Regions from separate parts of the Mus musculus genome. Here region 1 is linked to region 2. A link is a contact called in public Micro-C data. All regions are on one chromosome and are shown on one strand. Each heading gives the region's core, a stretch centred on a gene start, on an enhancer-like site or on the middle of the called end of the contact. The rest is flanking DNA. Distances are from core to core; before and after follow the strand shown.

Region 1 (7,727 bases), core at 2,081-4,580, 340 kb after region 2:
TGAAGCCTAGCAGACACCAACATCCCAGGAAGAGCTCCACCCTTGATTGTGGTTCTGGTAACCTAGAATTGTGCTGGTTCAAGATGCCACAATTTCACCGACCTAAGATGTCTTAGCATCCTATAATCCTGTGGTGCTAAAACTAAACACCACCATAGCGTTCCCTTTTTTTTGGTAAAAGCCATACTTCAGGAAAGGACCTTGTAACCCACAGCACCTAAAGTCCGCAGGCCTATTCTACTTCTAAATGCATAGTCTCTGTCGCTTTCTTTCTTACTCTCCCTCCCCCCTTCCCTCCTTCCCTCCCTCCCTCCCTCCTCTCTCTCCTCCTTCCTTTCCATTCCTCTGCCTGCTCTCTCTCTCCTTTCTCCCTCTCCCTGTCTCTTTCTCTCTCTCCTCCCCTTTCCTCTCACCCATTCCCCACCCCTCCCCTCTGCTCATCTGCACACCCCCTCTACTGCCCCTCCCCCAAGCCTTAGCAGCTACACATTTGCCATCTGCATATAACCCAGTGATTAGCACCTCTAGCTGGAGGGGAGGAGGGGTGTGGACCACGTCTGGATTTAGCCAGTCAGGTAACTCTTAAGTGAAGAAATGCTACAGGAGAAGCCCAGCTTCCCCCAGGAGAGCCTAGTAGGGGAAGAAGGTAGAAGCACACATAACAAGATACATCAAAGAATGTCCCAGACATGCAGATTCACAGACAAGGAAAGGCATGCATGCTGCATGCCGATGTCACAGGCAGCACATGATGCATATGTGTACAGTTCTCACACACATGAGAACAACCATATACAGACACATAACCCATAGTGACATGCAAAATCACAAAGACAGGTCTGGCACATTTGGTATGTGTAAATAGACACTTGTGTCCACACTCATTTGTGAACACATATAAATAAGCTTAGAGACATAGCTACACACTCAGAATCACACACACACACACACACACACACACACACTCCCAGGACAATTGCACTGCATTGACTACAAGCCCTCTAAGTGACAGATGGCAAAAGAGCCACTCTTTTCACCTGCAAGTGGCATTCCTATTTGTTCATTATTCCACAGCCACCATGTACAGTGGCTGACACTGGGCCCTTGGGAGACTCCAGGGTGGTGACACAGTGGCAGGGAGGTGGGGAACAGTTTAGTCAGACCCTGGGAACTCAGAGGCAGCAGTAACACAGGCAGGCCTCGGATTTCTCAGGATTTCTCTGAGCTACGATTGCTGATTGCAGGTAGTGAGTTCCTCCTCAGCAGCTCAGCTTCCCCTCAACCCTGTCTTGCTCTGGACAGGCCCTGCTTCTGTTGTGACGAACACAGCAGCAGATGGGGTCCAAAGCGGGATCTCAGGTGTGACGGACAGTTGGGGCAGAAGGTTAGGAGTGGAGAGCCTAGCGGAAACTAGAGGTGGAGATGGGAATCGTACCAAAAACTCATAGTCTGGTCTGGCTGCCAACCCAGTGGTCTGTCCAGGCAGCCTGTCTCCGCAGACAGCCTGCTAGCTCTGTTGTGCATTGGGTGAGTAGGCTCAGATGAGTTCAGCCTTGACCCAGTATGACAAAGGCTCTTGCTGGTATACGTATTCTCGGAGCAGAGACTTTCCACTCCAAGGGCAGTGGCACTGTACAGGCCCCGTGTGGCTATTGTTCCTCAAAGGCCACTGTCGATGTTCAGCAGAAACTGACAGAGAGGAAGTGGTGTGTGTTGCTCAGGTTTTCCCTTAGACTCAGGGAAGTCCTGTAGCAGGAACTGATACTCCAGTCCTAAAACAGAATGACACCAGAGGGAGGCTTGGACTCCCTGTCTGGGAAGGTAGTGGGAGTTGGACAAGCCAGGCCCAACCTCCCTCAGGATGGAGGGGTCTCAGCCCCTCTGAGAAGCGGTCAGTGCTCTTACAGGCAGAGCCTTCTGCTTTCTGCTCAACTCCATCATCTACTGTCATCGGCTACTTCCTGAGGCTCTACTGTGTGTATGCTCAGCTCAGGTACAAGGGAATAAAGGTGGAATCTACGTGTAGCCTTAATATGAGTGGAGAGTCACCTCAACCTGTAATATGGAACATTAATTACCAGGAAATATGATTACACCCCATCCCACCCACCCCCACCCCAAAAAAGAGGAGCAGGTGAGCAAAGCAAGAGCACAAGTTTAGATAGTGTGGCTGAGGTGGGCATTCCTGAGGAGACTGCATTTGAGTAGAGCAGGAAGAGTTAGAACAAGCAAGGCAGATAACTGGGGAGAGAGGATTGTTGTCAAAGCTGACAGCAAGTGCAGAGGTCCTGAGGCAGGAATGTTCTGGGTGAATCATGTAGAAGCATGGTGTACCATGTGAGACCCTTTTGAACAAGATAAGACTTTCTGATTTCATTTCAAAATATGACGAGGAAGGCTTCTGGGTGGTTTATGAAGAGCATGGTGAACAATTTAAGGAGAAAGGAGCCAGAGAGGATGTGAGGAAGGCAGGTGTCAGAGCAGGGTATGATGCGGGTAGTGTGAATTATAAAGATAGAACCAAGAAGATTGGCTTACATGTGAGGAGGAAGAAAAAGATATGTGTAAAGGGACCCCAAGGCACCATGCCTGAGCTATGCCTTGACCAGAACTAAAATGAAGAAGGGGTTGAAGTGTCTCATGTCACACTCTACTGATTTTTGTGATCTTGTTCTCTCTCTCTCTCTCTCTCTCTCTCTCTCTCCCCTCCTCCCCACTCCAATAATTCTGGATTTCAACGTGGCTTACAGTCCCTCAAGGTCACACAGCTAGAGAGGGCAGACCCAGAAACAAATGAAGGTCTCTCCACCCCTAGGCTATGCGGGCCATCAATGGAAGCTGAGCTGTGTGACATCTGTTGTTTCTTTCCTCAGACCCTGCATGCCCTGACCTATCACAGGCTTGGTCAGCACTGGGACCACAGAAGGATGTGTATATCATTAAGCTGTCATCTTAATGGGCAGGGAGACCCAGAGAGGGTGCTGTGGACGGTCCCAAGCTCTGGACAGAGCCCAGTATTGCAGAGGAGGGGAGATCACACTGCTCACTTTAAAGCCTGCTTCCTGGAGCTTTCAAGTGGTGTGTGTTCCTTGGACAAGCATCTTACATTCTGCCTCAGTTTTCCCACCTGTGGAGTGGGGATAAGATTGTTTCTAGGGGTCCAGGTGAAAGAGTCTCAGGGAGGAGTCAGTATACTGGACTCATTGTGGATTGGGGCTCTCTGTGCGCTTCTATGCGTAGATTAGAAGTGTTTAACAAGGCACTCAGCCTTGGAACCCATGTCTTTTGTTATTCATAGATGTAATGAACGTTCTGCCTGGGCTTGCTGTGGGGAAGGCTCATCTCGGCACAGCTGGGCTGGCTCTGGGTAGAACCAGATCCCCAGAGCCTGAGAACACTGTTCAGGGCCTGACAATGCTTCCCACCCCTGATGAGCTTAGAGGGAGAGTGAGCAAGCTGGGCTAGGGAGCTTGCTTAGCTGCCTGTCTGCTTGCCTGGCGAGTGGTTCAGTCTCTGATTTTCCTGGGAAAGCACTAATTACCTCATGGCTCCCTGGGGGTGTGGTAAATGATCTGTCATAGCCCCGCCCCCGCCCCACCCCCAGCCTGGAAACACAGTTGCCTTCTCATAGGCTGACGGTGTCCTTACCTCTGCCTTTCCCTAAGAAGACAGGACCAGAACAAACTGACCATCTACAGGAAAGCTGGGGCCAGGCTCCTAAACCATTTGTGTCTTGGTTCAAAGTGTGGTCCCCAGACTTGGCGCATCAGCTCCCTGGGACCCCTGTTAAGAATGCAGATTCTCAGACTACCTGGCACCTCCTGAAGTTGGGGTGGGGTTTTGGAACCTATGTCTAACAATCTTTCTAGGGGATCTGAAGTTCACCCATACTGGAAAATCACAGGTGTGGGGGCTGTGGCCAAAGAAGAGATGATTATCAAGCACCCACCGTGGCCGCAGCACAGGCTGGTAGGGAGATACCTGCCTTGCAGTGTGAGTCCTTGTGACTCCTCACCTGTGAGCTGGGACAGAGTACTTTATAAACCTAACACATGCTAATTTTCTATCTACTGCTTATTGTTGAAAGTCCTGAGGCTGCAGTTTTAAGAAAAACAACAGCCAATAAGAACTCATTTAACCCTTACAAGAAACATTTTGGGTAGGGCCCTATCACTGCCCTAATCTACACAGTCCAGTTGGAGGTAACTTACTCCTTGGCTAATCTCAGTATGCTAAACTTTGAGCCATTGGATCTGTCCCCAGAGACAACTGCCGAGCCTCTGGGCTGAGCCAACCCATAGAGAGACGATGAAATGGGATAAAGGTCACAATGCAGACATACCACCGTACACACTAAGAAGGTAAATTTAAATTGGGATGAGGACATTGGGGGAGAAGCTGGGTAACAGGGAACTCTGGCAAGACCACTCTGACAGGCCTAGTAGAAGGGGTGGTTTCAACCTTTGTCTTTCCCTGCTGTAAAATGATGTAGTAATTAGCACTCCTCTCAGGTATGGCAGGACCATGTCACAAGAACAAGACTGCAGGGATTGGAGGGATGGTTCATCAATCAAGGATACTGGCTGTTCTCCCAGAAGATCTGGGTTCAATTCTCAGTACCCTCATGGTAGTTCATAACTGCCTCTAACTCCAGTTTGAGAGGATATGACCTTTCACACAGACATAGACACAGGCGAATATGCACAGGAAATAAAAATAAAGAAATTGTTTATTAAAAAAGAACAAAACTGCAAAGCATAGCAGATGCTGAACAAATAGAAGTATTTTATTGTTTTTTTAAGAATTGAATTCAAAGTTCAAATCTTGACTTCTTGGGGACCGAACAGCTACGTGTCCTACACAAGTCATGACCCCTCTGAGCCTCTGTTTTTATAGCTACAAAATGGGACTAACAGCAGCCACTCCCAGAAAGGGACTGCTGTGAGACCCAAAGTGGCCTACATCAGAGCTAGGCAGTCATATCGCTCACTCTCTGCTTCCAGCCTGCTCAGTGGCTTTCCCTCCAGGACAGGCGGCCTGCGGTCCAAGCTGCCCCCGGGGTCTGTGGTACTTTTATTTTTAATCGTTCTGGCTTCAGAGCTGAGGTCTCTAACTGTAAATGGTTCCTCTTGCCCTGTAAAAATAGGTCCTTGGCAGCTTGAGCCTCCTGAAGATACCACACAAAGGCAGCCAGGCAGGCTGGCCTGCTGATGCCAGCCCAGGGCTATGGGAATCAGGAGCAAGGATGGGCAAGGCTACATCAGTAGTACTGTGACTCTGCAGGCCCCAGCATGCCTGGCAGAGTGGCCCTGGTCAAGTCAATGTCTGTCTGGCCTTGTTCCCAGCATCTAGAAACATGGTGGGGTGTTTGGGGCCTCAAGGAGAAAGCATAGATCTTATGGCCTGGCACATACCAAAAATGCATTTGTTGCCCTTACAGAGGTCAAAACCTCCTGAGATTGCAATCATGTCCTGGCCATTAGTAGGGGAGAAGGAGGAGGAGAAAAAGAAGGAGGAGGAGGAAGAAGGAGGAGGAGGAGGAGGAAGAGGAGGAAGAAGAAGAAGAAGAAGAAGAAGAAGAAGAAGAAGAAGAAGAAGAAGAAGAAGAAGAAGAAAGAAGGAAGAAGAAGAAGAAGAAGAAAAAGCCCCTTATTGTTTAAGCCAAATAGCCTCATATAAAAGGATTCCCTGGCTGCTGAGTGAGGAATGGACAGGAGGGAGGGAAGAAATGGGTACTAGGTGAGAGTGTACACATATCTCCCATCTTGTAACTACACGGCCCCTCTTGATGGGTCAGGCCCTTGGCCTGACTCTATTCATCCCTCCCTGGAGCTCTGATACCCACCTGACATGTGAAGCATTACGGGTTAATCTGTCAGCTCCTTGAGCACAGCGTCATGGACCTGGTTTGTTCTTCCCAGCTGCCACATCTCGACTGCTCAGTGCACTGCCAAGCACACAGTAGACACTCAATGCATGCTGGTAAGTGCAGGGACCGTGAACGAATAACATCTGGATTAAAGCACCCAGACTGGCTGTTGTGATGGCTGATTCGTATCAATTATCTGTCATAATCTGTGTGCGACCCCAGGCAGGCTGTACCTTGCCCCTTTAGTTTTACACATTTGTCCACAAATCTCAGGGGACTCACAGCAACGGATGGGTGAACACAAGTGACTTTTATGTGGACAAATGTCAACTCCCCCACACTCAGATGTGAGAGTAAAGAGGGTAGTTTGGAAGCTCTGCTGAGCGCCTTTGCCAAAGATGCTATATATAAACAGCAGGTAGTACAATTATTATTCCTCCTAATCTCCCAGTTCCTAATCCCAGGCAGGTCGGTGTTTGTGTGTGCTTGCCCCAGAACAGATGAGCAGCATAGGGCAGGAGGCTGCATCATCTCTGACTCCAGCAGTTGGCTTTTTTTTTTTTTTTTTTTTTGAGACAGGGTTTCTCTGTATAGCCCTGGCTGTCCTGGAACTCACTTTGTAGACCAGGCTGGCCTCGAACTCAGAAATCTGCCTGCCTCTGCCTCCCAAGTACTGGGCTTAGGCGTGTGCCACCACACCCAGCTAATTTTGGAGGAGGGTTTTCACAAGGCTTTAGTGGACACCATGGTCCTATCAGACACAATTTAAAGAGCTGGAGACACTGCAGCTCAGCTCAGATGCTAGAACCAAGTTTTCTTTCTTGCCCAGGCCCCCGAACTCCGTATTCTCTTCCCTTCAGCCACCTCTTATTCCAACTATAGTGACCCTTTGAGTGTAACAATCAAGCATGGTAGGCCCTACTTGAATCTTGCCTACAGGGGTTCCTATTTGCAGAACCAATTCTCTTGGGCTTCTGGACCACCCTCCCGACGTGCTAGCCACATACTGTTGCCCTTACCTAACCAAGCTGACACACATGTGCACTTGTAACCTACACTCCCTACAAGACCTCCTCTGTTCATTCTTGTCTTCCCCTGCACCTTCTCCCAGTCTGCAAGTGAGTTCTTGTAATCCCCTAGGTCCAAAGAAATACAACTAATCTTCCTGCTAGGGCTGCCCCATGGTCCCTTAAGGATTGCTGCTGCCAAACACTTCTCAAACACTGTCCTTGCCCTTGGTACATGGTAGGCTCTTCTTAAAATGCAGTGCAAATATCAGCTCATGTAACTCTCCCAGTGGCAGTTCTGGGTCGCTGCTTATGTTGGCCTGGTCTGCTTTAAAAAGAGCAGAGACACAGAAACAAGGTCTTTCTCCAAGACTGCAGCTTCTTAGACCAGGAGGAACGATCTAAGGCTTGGAAGCTGGGTCCTGGGTTCAACAGATGCACCCTTCCTGCCTCTCAAAAACAAACAAACAAACAAACAATAAAAGAAGAAAAGAAAGAAAAAAAACTAAAAAATCTCCCAGGCTTTTGGTCATGGGTGCAGAGGACTCTGTGGTGTGTGTGTGCGTGCGCGCGCACCATTGCATAAGGGGCTTTCTACATCATTAGGCAATCATCCTCCACTCCTCTGCCCCTAAACATCCTCTTTATTGAGAGGATGGGCCAGTAGGGCCTGTCTTGCTTCATTATGTCCCTCAACCACCATTGTGAGAAGCAAAATTTGCTATCTCTGAACTTCCAACTCAGAAACTCTCCAGTTAATAAGAGAGGGTCTTGATTCCTCTTCCCTGCCTTGGTGCCCAGCCTTCTGCCGATTAACCAAGCACCTGACCTAGCTCATGGAAATCCAGAGC
Region 2 (7,040 bases), core at 3,040-5,539:
ACTTACTATGTGCTTAAGATGACCTCGAACTCATGACAATCCTCCTGCCTCAAACCCTGCTGGAATAACAGGTATGCACCAACAACTTTAACAATTATAAGTTACTATACTGGATGTACACACACACATACACACACATACACATCACACACTTTTCTTTTTGAGACAGGGTCTTGATATTTAGTTCATGCTGTCCTCAGACTCACAAATCTTTCTGCCTCAGCTTCCTGAATGCTGGGGTTACAGGTGTGTGCCAAGACTCCTGACTTTGCTTACAATGTATGTCATCATACTACTTAATCATGTTTTCTTTGTTCCTCGGGATCCTGAGGATGTCATATTAACCTTTGGATCAAGGGGCCTGGGCATTTGAGGTAGTCTGTCTGAACTTGTCTCTCTGCACCGAGAGTTTAATCAGGAAATCTAGCAAGATGCTCCAGTCAGTGCCTCAGTGACCGTGCCTTCTGCAAATGCACTTTTCCTTAGGGCTTATGTAGTCTGGACAGAGTGGGCAGAAGGGTTCCAAGCACTCGAGTGTCTTCTAACAATCCCCACAGCACATTATCAGTGGTGCTCTGCAGCCCCTCCAGCATCCGTGCAAAGCCTTTCTGTTTGAACCCCTGTGCTCATGCCTTGCTGACCACCGTGGGCTCCAAGTCTTACTGACTTAGTCAGTTTTCTGCCACTGTAACAAAATTCCTGAGATAAAATTCACAGAGAAGAAAGGTCTATTTTGGCTCATGGTTTGGAGGGTTCAGCCCATGGCTGGTTGGATTCATTGCTTTTGGGTTTGCTGCAAAGTGAGACATAATGGCAGGAAGTTCACAGTGGAGCAAAATTGTGCATTCCTTAGTCAAGCCAAAGAGAGGAAGAGAAAAGGGCTGGGGTACCAGTGGCCTCTTAAAGGACATGGTCTCCTTTGGTTCCTTGATTGACGGATAGGCTGGTGGTGACTAACACATGGGATCTTTGGAGATCCTGAACGCACATCAAGCTGTAGCTTACTTAGACACAAGTTTGTCTGAATTCCAAATCTGACGCCTTCTAGCCATTGCCAGCCCTTTCTGGGGATCCCACTCTCTCCTTGGAGCCTGTGTCCTCAGGCTGCTATCTCTGGCTTCCACTTCTGTGCCTTCCCATTAGTGCTGTCTCTGTACTTTGCACCCAGATGGCAAATCCCAGGCCTTTCCATTTTTGCAAAGGGAACTGCCCACACAGCGTGAAGGGCAAAGAGGCTCGGAAGACTGGGAACAGGAGTGGGATGTGTGGGGGACGGAGGAGGGGATCTCTGCATGGAATGTCGGCATCTGTAGATTGCCCTGACTTGGGGGACCACTGGCCTTGGACTTCAGCCAGCCAGACTGCCTTTGTCACCTTGCTCTCTTGTTTACCGTCTTTGCTTCTCCTTGTCAGGGTGGGACTCCTGACTCATGATCTTTCCATCTTGCCCCACTCAGGCAGGGCTTATCTGGAGGTAGCGAGTGGATCATTTGCCATTCACTACAGGGGCCGCCTCTGTTGGTGTGTGAACCCTTTGGTTTTTGCTTTGTAATTGTTGATGTTTGTTCTTGTTCCCCTACCCCCACCCCACCCCCAGTGCTTTCTGAAAACTCTGTTTTCCCAAACTCTAGGTCTGGGGGTCAGGACATGTGCCAATAAGGGATCCCTGAAGGAAGGAAGAACAGAGTGGGGAGGCCACGTGAGAGCCTGAGTCAGAGAGAAGGGACAAGGGAAGAATTTCAATGAAAAGAAAATCCAGAGGAGGGAGAACGTAATACACACAAGCCAGAAGCTAGGAGACAGATGACAAGCAAGCCCCTCCCCCACCTTCAGGCATTGCTTTTCGTGCCCCCAAAATGACTGTGGTCACCAGAGGTTTTGTTTTGATCTCTTGGGAAATATTCTACCCTTGAAAACAAGACAGACAGACAGACAGACAGACAGACAGACAGACATGGTCATAAAGCTGTGGTGGAGTCCAGACTCCTCAAGGCCTCCAGTTCATTACCCAGAACTGAAAACCAAAAGCAAAGCAAAATGAAACATGAAGGTGGCTGGTTACACACATGGCTTTACTCTTTTAAGTAACCTAGCAATGCCTTATTACTTTTAAATGGAGCTCCTTACTAATGTGTGTTCATAAACACACACATACACATACACACATGTGTTTTCTGTTTCTTTGCCCTCACAGCCTCTTACCTCAGCCTCTCAAATGTTGGGATTACAGGTGTGCACACCATCTCTGGCTTGAGGCTTTTTTTTTTTTTTTTTTTTTTTTTTTTTTGCTTTTGCGCAGAGGGACACCTGAGTAACACCCTCACTGGGGAAGGCATCCAGGGCGAGGTATTTTCTAGAAGGAAAAGAGACTCTGGTGGCCAACATCCCTGGTGTCAGATTTAGTACCAGGGTGTGACCGAGGTCTGACTGCCCATCTCTGTGGGGGTTGCATTCTTCCTGGCTGTGACTGACCCCTCTGTGAGGACATTCTGAATGCCCCCACCCCTTTCTGAGGGAAAGCTGAATTCTTTCCTCTCATTGGCTTGGCTGACCACATGACCTCTTTGGGCCGATGGGAAGAGAGCAGAGTGATGCATACCACTTCCCAATCAAACCTTAAGCACCAATGTGGTTTTCTACTTATGTCATTAACCCATGACCTTGAGGCAGGAGCTAGGGCCTGGGCTGTTTCTTCAACATGACCCTCAGGATAAGACAAAAACAAAAGTCACAGTTGATTTCACATCTTAAGTAACTGACCATGATATTTTACTTGCACTAATCCCCCCAAATTCTGGGGTTGTCTCTACAGCCTCACCTCATGAAAGCTGACAAAGATTGGGAAAGGGTGCTGGGTTAGGCTTGGTCACAAAGTCCTGCATGGATCCAGGATGACGTCACCTGCTCCACAGCAGCCTCCAGGTTTGATCCGGTTTGAGCTGGATCTAACACTAGCTGGTTAAAACAAAACTCTGACTGTTATTACAAGAATCGGGATGTGTCACAAGCACAGTGGCTCCCCTGACTTTACTAGTGGTGATGTCAGGTGTCATTTTGCAACCTGTAACAGAGTCCTAAGTAACATCTTACTTCTAAAATCCAGCATAAAGATGAGGAAATTCACTGAGTTATTTGGAAAACAAAAAACAAAAAAACAATAACCAAAAAACCCTACACGCCCCATCACAAGGAAATATTGCATACATCACTCTGTATGGTAGACATTTGAAGTCATTAAAAGTCAAGTTACTGAGCTGGGGAGATGGCCTGTTGTGCCATACAAGTGTGGGCCTGCACTTAGCACCCCAGGACCCCTATAGGGAAGGAAGCCAGGTATCGTAGTACATGTTAGTAATGCCGGTGCTCCTGTGGGGAAATGGGAGGCATGTGTATATGTCTTGAGTCACACGAGCACAGGAACTTGCACATATGCACACCTATCACATGCCCTCCCCTCACACACAAATGAAATAGCTAGCTGTGTAATGACACAGGGCAGATGTTTCCATAACCATGAGAGATAACCATGACAAGGAGCTACAGACATGTGCCAGGCTGAACTTATGTAGCAGGTTAGGGGCCATGCAAGCTCATAGTTTTCTTGTTTTTTTAAAACTTACATTATGTGAGCAAGTATTTCACCTCGGTTATCAGGTACATACATAAGTATAAAAAAGACCAGGGGATTTCTGCCAGGCATGGTGATGCACACCTATACTCCCAGCTTTTGGGAAACAGAGATAGGCAGATCTCCATGGGTCTTAGCCAGCCTGATCTACATAGGTCAACTAGGGCTATGTAGTTAGACTCTATCTCAAAACCAAACAAAACTTGAAAACAATCAATCAACAACAACGGGGGGGGGGGGGGGGGTGAGAGGTGGGGAAACCAACCAACCAACCAACCAACCACCAAACAAACAAAACAAGACAAGGAAAAACAAGCCCAACCTTCCGGTTTTCGGGCTAACCTGTTTGTCTCTGCATTTACAAAGTTTTGCAATTGTCCTGCTATGAGTGTGTAGTACTTCAGTCATCACAAACAAGCAATTGCCATTTAAAAGTCTTGAGCGGTCACTTCTAGGCCTGTGCCTCCCGGCTGGGCCACCCAGGGGCCTTAACTGGGCCTCCTGGTCTAAGAATAAGCTTGTGTGTTTAATTAGGTCACTCTCCCGCCGACCTAGAATCTCTCTCTTCTCAGGGCTTAGTGTGGGCTGCCAGAACCCGGAGGAGCCCTTGCAGGTCCTTTGAGGCTGTGACAGGCAGGCGCCACTGTGGTGCTGCCTGCCTGTAGCTTCCTGTGAATTTGAGAAACTTGTCAACTGTCCCCGGGCGGGGCTGTCACCCTCTTGCCTCTCTAGCACATCCTCTTTAAAAATTAATTTAGCCTGCTTTGTTGAAGAGAGAGTGAAGGCGGATGAAGTCAACATCAAAACCACACGGGACCGAGAATAATTCACTAATTCATAGTCCCGAGGTGGCAGGCAACTATTGTTAATTGTTCCTGCTCCCTTCCTGGTGTGTCCTGTGTCACATACATTCAGACCTTGGCATCTGAGTAGTTGGAAGAGGCGACTTCTCAGAAGTTGCTCTGCCTGGGCACCAAAAAAAAAAAAAGAAAAAAAGAAAAAAAAAAACCTCCTGGAGGAAACATTCGGTGGGGTGAGGGAGCAGCATGGCCAGGGGTTCCCGACACAGGGCCTTGTGTGTTGAAAGCAGGGATGCTTCTTATTCCGTTTCTCTAAAATCATCATTCCGTGTGCCACTGTAATAGTGTGGGACATGGTGTGTGTACACATGTGTCCATAAGGAGACTGCGCACACGCACAAGCTGTGTGTGTGTGTCTGCTGGGCACTGTGCATGTGAGTGCAGGTGCCCGAGGAAGCCAGAAGAGGGCGTTGGATTCCCCCGAAGCTGGCGTTACAGGCGGTGAGCCACCCACTACAGGTACTGAATACTGAACTCCTTCCTGCCCTGGGCTCCTCTGGAAGAGCAGTACATATTGTTAACCACTGAGCCGTCTCTCCGGCACCTCTTGTAACACTTCTGTTTGGAAGTCCTTCTTTTAGCCTCTTGGCTGCTCTCTAAGAGTCCTGGTTCTCTTTCTTGGCGGAGGCTCCAGCAAGGGAAGCTTTTCCACGGAGCTGCGTCCCTTGACCCCTTACCCCGCCCAGAGTCCCACTGCTACCAATGACATCTGAGACTTCCACTTGGCTGCTCTGCAGGGTTCGTCCCTGCTCTGGGGCTCGGCTCAGCATTTCTCCAGTTCTTCTCCTGGCTTCCTGCCTGATCCCCCAGAGCTTCCTCTGTGGGCTTCTGCTTTGACTCCACGCCTCCCCGTTAATCCCAGGCTTCTCCATCCTCAGCTCTCGGACCTCCTCTCTTCATTTCACTCCAGCCATCTTCCTGTTGCTGAGTCTAGCTGTCAAGGACGCGGATACAAGATCCCTTAGTTCAGCGGCAAGCTCTGACCGGCCGCCATCTATCTACATTAGTTGGTTTTTTTTTTTTTTTTTAATTAAAGATTTATTTATTTATTTATTTTATATATGTGAGTGCACTGTTTCTGTCTTCAGACACACTAGAAGGATCCCATTACAGATGTTTGTGAGCTGCTATGTGGTTGCTGGGAACTGAACCCAGGACCTCTGGTAGAGCAGAACTGCTGAGCCATCTCTTCAGCCCGAGGTTTTTTTTTGTTTTGTTTTGTTTTGTTTGTTTATTTGTTTTTCCTTTCTATATTCGCGTAGTGGGTGAGTATTCATCCATCCATTGACTACAGTGGCTGTTGTTCTGGGTCCCGCCAAGGGTATGATTGCATACATACAGTAAATCATATTACTCTCACACTTAGAAAACATGGGCTTCTGAGGCATGTCTGGCAGCTGTGTTTCAGATTAGGGATGACAGACCAGCAACTCCCACATCTGTCCTGACCTGAGTCTTCCCAGTTTATGAGTAGTACTACAGCTAACTCTCACCTTTCAACACTCAAAGTAGAAGAGCCGCTGAGCGAGACTGCAGGAGCCTGCCTGATGAGGCCCCTGGATGGGCAGCCAGCCAGGAACTAATTTGACTAATCAGGACGTGGAGAGTCCAGAGCAGGAAGTGTCTGGAATGCTAGAGAAGGTGAGCAGGTGACAGAACACCCCAGCCACCCCACCCCACCCAGTGACACTGAAATAGCTAGCTAGCTCCTCGTGAGTAGGTAGCACCTGTCTAGAAGAGAGAATCTTATTTTTAAGTAGTTGGGCGTACTACCTAGATTAGTCCTTTTGCACAAGGGGGTGGGGTGGGCACAGCGAGGGGTCTATGGGGGGGGTTGTCGGTGTATTCGAATGTTGATTTCCATATCTGGAGATCAGGATGTCAAGGGATTTTAGTATTGTCATTATTATGAAGCATTTTCTGACTATTGTTTTGTAAAACATTGTTCTTCTCCACCTCTGATTGCTTAATAGAGAGCCAATCATCCTATAGCTGGGGGGGGGGGGGAGTTAAGGTGGGGCTTCTGATTTCAGTGAGGGGTCCTGGGTAGAGAATGGCCAGGGGAGGTGGCCAGGAGAGAATCAATATAAGGACATGGGTGGAGCAGGACCTGCCAGGGCAAAACTAAGATGGCAGGCACGGGGCACATGGCTGGCAGCATAGCCAGGTTGAAATAGATGAGTATCTGTCCAGGTGTGATGCTTTAAGATTATTAATAAATATATCAGGTCTCCATGTCATTATTCAGATACAAGGAAGGATGTAAAAAGCCCTGGCCTTTTACAGGGGCTGCTTCTCCAGAAGTCAGAGACTCACAGTAAATTACCACTTCTGCCCCAGGGGGCAGAATAGGGAGGTCACACCCATGCATTCCCGCCTGGTGCAGCGTTGGCCCTGGAAAACCTTTCAGTTCACTACCAGGGCAGTGGTAGACAGCCTTCATGGACTGTGGACAGAAGGATGACGGGTAATGCTGTGATTCAGTTTTGACTCAGCTCCTAGCCCAGGCTGGGCATGAGGCGAATGCTCCACGATTCTGTCTCACTACAGTG

What was found. Hi-C and Micro-C count contacts between places; a contact is called where the count stands out from the background.
Region 1: a Micro-C map of embryonic stem cells shows a contact between it and region 2, with 4 times the contacts expected there. The contact joins two enhancer-like sites. A contact is called at or near these places in 1 of 484 Hi-C or Micro-C datasets (embryonic stem cells) and 1 of 115 datasets of contacts at active chromatin or transcription factors (bone marrow-derived macrophages).

What each region holds. Positions count from the first base shown.
Region 1 is chr2:129,584,616-129,592,342 of GRCm38.p6, forward strand. It overlaps a transcript of Sirpa not described here. Among named protein-coding and RNA genes, the nearest start is that of Sirpa, 4.4 kb to the right of the region's middle. Within about 2 kb of position 3,331, at least 82 of the 459 cell types and tissues checked have an H3K27ac peak or open chromatin away from gene starts, as enhancers often do. A contact at or near this core is called in embryonic stem cells, where this site is marked.
Region 2 is chr2:129,239,757-129,246,796 of GRCm38.p6, forward strand. No RefSeq gene overlaps it. Among named protein-coding and RNA genes, the nearest start is that of A730036I17Rik, 24 kb to the left of the region's middle. Within about 2 kb of position 4,290, at least 85 of the 459 cell types and tissues checked have an H3K27ac peak or open chromatin away from gene starts, as enhancers often do. A contact at or near this core is called in embryonic stem cells, where this site is marked.